2 separate regions of the Rattus norvegicus genome follow, and region 1 is linked to region 2. Evidence: chromatin contacts called from public Hi-C data. All regions are on one chromosome and are shown on one strand. Each heading gives the region's core, a stretch centred on a gene start, on an enhancer-like site or on the middle of the called end of the contact. The rest is flanking DNA. Distances are from core to core; before and after follow the strand shown. Region 1 has its middle 470 kb from the start of Lrrc7. Region 2 overlaps Lrrc7 (leucine rich repeat containing 7).

Evidence for each region. A called contact is a pair of places that touch in the nucleus more often than the background predicts.
Region 1: a contact with region 2 is called in a Hi-C map of the A7r5 cell line, with 2.3 times the contacts expected there. The contact joins two enhancer-like sites. A contact is called at or near these places in 2 of 12 Hi-C or Micro-C datasets (the A7r5 cell line and frontal cortex).

Annotation. Positions count from the first base shown.
Region 1 is chr2:250,766,638-250,769,555 of GRCr8, reverse strand. No RefSeq gene overlaps it. Among named protein-coding and RNA genes, the nearest start is that of Lrrc7, 470 kb to the right of the region's middle. Within about 2 kb of position 1,310, at least 19 of the 93 cell types and tissues checked have an H3K27ac peak or open chromatin away from gene starts, as enhancers often do.
Region 2 is chr2:249,911,685-249,914,384 of GRCr8, reverse strand. Lrrc7 (leucine rich repeat containing 7) reads left to right here. Exons shown (of 27, transcript NM_057142.2): 11 at 2,236-2,380. Among named protein-coding and RNA genes, the nearest start is that of Trnaa-agc26, 13 kb to the right of the region's middle. Within about 2 kb of position 1,379, at least 2 of the 93 cell types and tissues checked have an H3K27ac peak or open chromatin away from gene starts, as enhancers often do.

The sequences.
Region 1 (2,918 bases), core at 61-2,560, 860 kb before region 2:
ACACAATAGAATACTATAGAGTTATTAAAAACAAAGACATTGTGAATTTCACAAGCAAAAGATGGAACAAGAAAATATTATCCTGAGTGAGGTAACCCAGACCCAAAAGGAGATGCATGATACCTATGCACTTGTAAGTGGATATTAGTTGTAAAGTACAGGATAGTCATACTATAATCATCAGACCTAAAGAAGCCAAGTAACAAGGAGCAACCAAAAAAGGATGATTGAATCTTTCTCAGAAGGGGAAACTAAATAGATTTAGGCCCATGGAAGGATAAAGGGAACTTCTGTGTATGAGTGAACCCTGTGTAGAACAGGGAATGGGAAGGGTGTCAGGGGTAGGGAGAAGATCATATGTAGGGAGAGCAAGAGAGAGAGAAAGGAGTGGTTGTAGTAGAAGTGGGCAATCTTTAGGACATGCAGAGACCTGGGATTGACAGAGGACCCAGAGGATCTATGGGGCAACTCTAGCTAAGGCTCTTATCAATGGGGGATATGGATCCTGATGTGGCCACTCACTGTAGCCAACTAGTGTAGGGATAAGGACAGCAACCCACACACAACACTTTAACCCAAAATGTGTCCTGCCTACAAGATATACAGTGACAATGATAGAGCAGAGACTGAAGGAATGGCCAACCAATGACTGGCCTAAATATAGACATATCCGATGGGCAAGAATGAATCCTCAACACTATTAATGATATTTTGTTATGCTCCCAGACAGGAACCTAGAACCATTGTCTTCTGAGAGGATCTACCCAGCAGCCAATGGAAAGAGCTGCAGAGACTCTCACCAAAACATTAGATGGACCTCTGGGAGTCTTAATGGAAGAGGTGAAAGAAGTATTGAGGGACCCAAAGAGGACAGGAACTCCACAGGAAGACTGACAGCGTCATCTAACATGGAGCGTTGGGGGCTCCCAGAGACTGAATCATCAATTAAAGATCAAGCACAGGCTGGACCTAGGCCCCCTGCACATATGTAGCAGATGAGCACTTGGTCTTCATACAGGGCCTCTAACAACTGTAGCAGGGGCTGTCCCAGAGCTTGTTGCCTGTCTGCCTGTCTGTGGATCCTATGTCCCTAAATGGACTGCCTCGTCTGGCCTCCATGGGAGAGAATTTAGTCGGGGTTGGGTGATATCCAGAATGGCTTCCTTCAAAAGAGAAGGGGAAGGTGGAATGGGAGGAGAACTTACCAGAGGGAATACTAGGAGTAGAGAAAGGACTGGCTGACATTGGATCTCAGTCACTCCTCTCCACCCAGCCCCCTTTCCCCAACACACAGTCCCTTACCCCACCTCCTCTTCCCTTCTCCTCTGAGAAGGAGGAGGACCTCCTGAGTACCAACCAACCACATCAAATCACTGCAGGACATCTTTGTGCCTGACAAAGCAGCCCAGTTGGGGAACTGGATCCACTGGCAGACAAGAGTTCTGTTAGTTCTTAAAACATCAGCTGTTAACACTAGAGGGCCACTTAACCCAGAAGCCCAGTCCTTGGCAGGGAGTTGAGGAGGATGGTATGGAGCAAAGAGAAGAGAAGAGGTAGGGGAGAAAAAGGGAAATCTCTGAAAGTGTAGCAGTGCCTCTGGAAGGCAAAGCCTAGACATGTGGTGGGAGTAGACGAAATGTGGAATTACAAAAAGAATCCCTCCCACGGATGTCTAAAAATGATGCTCCTAGCAGCTTTGGGTATCACAGTTGTGCAGGCAGAAAAGCATTTGATTAGCTCCCTGGCATTATCTCTGGGGTGTGGGTGTATTGGAAATCTACATGCACAGTATTCCTTTCAGATAATTGAGAGGGCATTGTTCTCTACATGCTACAACACAAAGCCAAAATCAGAAGCTTAAAACCAATGTCCCTCTCAAGGGTAAGAACACGGTGCTATGGCAATTTTATGCTTGGCATTTAAGTACAAGATCATGAGATTTAAGGTTAAAACAAAATTTCTGAATGTACCAGAATGAAAAGCACCCATACCCCACCCCTATCTTTCATTTGCTGTACAGTGTTTTTTGGAGAATTGCAGTTAGATCTTTTCCAACTGCACTTTCCAATATGAAGGTAGATAGTTCATTAGACTTAGCTCATTTGGGTTTCTCATAAGTTATAGCATTCTGTGAGGTCTGTTAGGTTTCATGGCAGGGTCCTCAGAAAGAAGAAACATTTTCTAAATGATTTCCATTGTCAAATAAAGGAGCTTTTGCTCAAAATTTGAGGAGACACTCAGGTCACAGGAAAACTGTTCTGTTAGCTGGTGCTCCATCAACTCTGTGATTTTTGACTTATCAATGCTTCCATTTCTCTATCTAATTCATCATCAATAACAACAATTACTTGCCAATCACATGTATATTCCACAGATTTGTTTATTATTTGCATTTCAATTGACTATTAGTGACTGTTAAATGTTGGTTTGGGGGCTGGAGAGATGGCTCAGCGATTAAGAGCATTGATTGCTCTTTCAGAGTTCCTGAGTTCAATTCCCAGCAACTACATGGTGGCTCACAACCATCTGTAATGGAATCCTATGCCCTCTTCTAGTTTGTGTCTAAAGACAGTTACAATGTACTCATATAAATACAAATAAATAATTAAAAAAGTTGGTTTGGAAACAGGGAATATGAGGTCATATATCAGTTATTAGTAATTTAAGAATTGCCAAATTTTGATGTAAAAGACAAGATAATAAATATCTCAGATTTTACAAGCTATATAAGTCTCTATTGAAGCTGCTTGATTCTTCAGTATTAGTCCAGACATAGCCAAGATAATACATAAACAAATGTCTATGGCTGTATCCATCCTGCCAAACTTTCTCTACAAAATGGAGTTACAGGATTTGACGATGTTTTGCTAACCCTTGAAATGAGCAGTGTCTTCAGGAAGAAGAGAGAATTAGACCCA
Region 2 (2,700 bases), core at 130-2,629:
TGACCACAGGTAGAAGCTGACCCTCCCACCCCTATACAGTCAGTCAGAAATCCTTGATTTGACTTCACATTTTCTTGAGCCCATCTTTCTTCCTCCTCATGTTCACTACCTTGGGGATCTAGCTACTATACAGACAAAATACTCTATCCTTTTGTCAGTAGCTCCTTGGTGTCTAGGGGATTCTTCCAAGATTCTGTTTATCACAGACCAAAATCCACGAATGCTGAGATTCTGTATAAGAAATGGTGCACGCACACACATGCAGAGTCCTGAGATAGATGTTAGATGTCTTTCTCAATTAGTCTCCATCTTATTTTTGAGACAGCATCTCTTGCTATACCTAGAGCTCACTAGCTCAGCTAGACCGGCTCTATGTGTAACAGGTCTATCTCTGCTTCCCTAACACTTGGAGTGTGAGCATTTGCCAGTATGCCTGGTTTCAGCATGAATTGAGCTAGGGTCTCCAGGCTTTTACAGCAGGCACTTTACTCACTGAACCATCTCAATACCTTTGAATTTCCACTTTCTTGACAAATAACAATTGTTGTACAGTCTTTTCTCTCTCTCCTTTCTTCTGTGCTATTTCCCATGTGAATTTTCATTCACCTATAAAGAGTGTTTCTAATTGTTTCTTTGGATGTTGCCCTCACTAATGTAAAAACTTCCCTAAAGACAAAAACCTTGTTTTTGACAATTATGGTGTTGAGTAGTTATGATCAAAGTCCTTGGAAAAAGGGAACAGAAATGTTTTTGAGTTGAAAACCAGCCTGTCCTTCACAATGACAATTCGTTTCAAAAACTTAAAATGCCTTTGACTTCATCTATGTCTTCCCAGACATTGCTGCCTGGCTCATGGTGTTGTCTGCAATAAATAACACAAATAGTAGTATATAAAAGGGAGTCTCAGAAATGGAGAGTGAACGAGCAGAATGTTGAAACTCTAATACAGGGGTCTCTGTGACCAGCATGGCCAGCAGAGTAATGATCTGTGGGAAGGAAGAAAGCAGTTCAGTTCAGTATGATTAAGAACCTTAATGTTGGTTCAAATTTTGGGAGTCTGACCCTGAGTAGCTTACTTTAGGTATATTTAAGCAAAGCACAATTTGGTGAAAACTTCCCAGGTGATAATTAACTCAGTTCAACATTCACAATAAAGCAAACATAAATCTCTTTGAAGAACAAAGTAATTTAAATAAAGATCAAATATTCTACATCAAAACTCTTTGTAGAGTTGACACCTCCATACAGACGGGTTCTCTAGATTGACTGAGAAAAACAAGCTTATGATAAGGGTCCAGTGTAGTCTTACCCACAAAGATCTCACAAAGGTAACCAGGCTATTAATATCTTTTTCCAGGCTTCTGGGTGGATGACAGGCTGTGAACTCCTTTCTTTGAAGGAACAACCCTGTGTATTTAACACTTCAGGTTCCCCTAGTCCTTATCTATAAAGCCCTCCTTGCCTCCCATACTCTAATTAGCAGAATCATGTCCAAAATATAATTCTAATTATTTCAGAGACATCTGAACCTTAAGGAAAATATGCAATGCTCAGTGCTCCATTGGCAACTTTGAGAACTGTTGTGCTCTGACTGTGCATTGACTCAGAATTTATCTATAACCACTGCAGTGAGATATAATTCACAGGCATTTACAACTCGGCAGATTTTTTAGCAGACTCACAATGTTCTATAAACACCATCATAACCTAACTTTAGAACATTTCCATCACCCTTAAAAGAAATCCTAAATCTTTGGCAATCTTCTCTACTTTCTGTCTATAAATTTATCAGTTTCGGAGATTGCATATGATCTATGCTGTGTGGGTTTTTGTGACTTGCACCTTTCAAAGTTCATCTATTTTGAAGCACATTTCAACACTTCACTCACTGTTACTGCCAAATAACATCCATTCTGTGGGCAGGCCACTTTTGCCTTCCTATGCAGTCACTGAGGTAGGATTAGCTGCTGTGAATAATGTATCCATGACCATTTTTGTGCACATGTGGCTTTGTTCTGCAGAATAGGTCTAGAGGTATGTAGGTCACATAGGGTTTCTGTGTTTCCAAATGGATACAGTCATAACCATTTCCAACCAGTGTACATTTGATCAATGCTTCCATACCCTTCCTATTGCTGTGGTGGCATTAAAATTAATTTCATTGTGGTTTTTACAGCTTCAAGAACCTTATGAAAGTTCCCCCAACTAACCCTGAGTTTATGCACTGTCTTCAAGTCTATAGGGAAGTTAAAGATGTTGGTATACCTGGATATGTCAAAAAACAGGATAGAAACGGTTGACATGGATATTTCTGGATGTGAAGCCCTCGAGGACCTCTTACTATCATCCAATATGTTGCAACAGCTGCCGGACTCTATAGGTGAGGATATAACATCTTGTTATGAGTAATTATATCAAGTGTACAGTTTTCGTTTTTGGCAGCATAACTTGTTTACACATGTAGGTAAGATACTTCTAGCCTGACATTAACAAATTAGCAAATTTACCATGAAAGATCATAAAACGTATATTAAGAATACCGTAAAATGAACTGTTAACTTTAACTGCCAAATCTAACTCTAGTAAATTGGTATATCTTAAAATTATCAAATGTCCTGAATTGTGGTATTGTCATGAGAAGTAAGAGTTTAGATTTAGAGTTGTTTGGCGATAGTGGCTGTTTTTATATTGAAATAACTG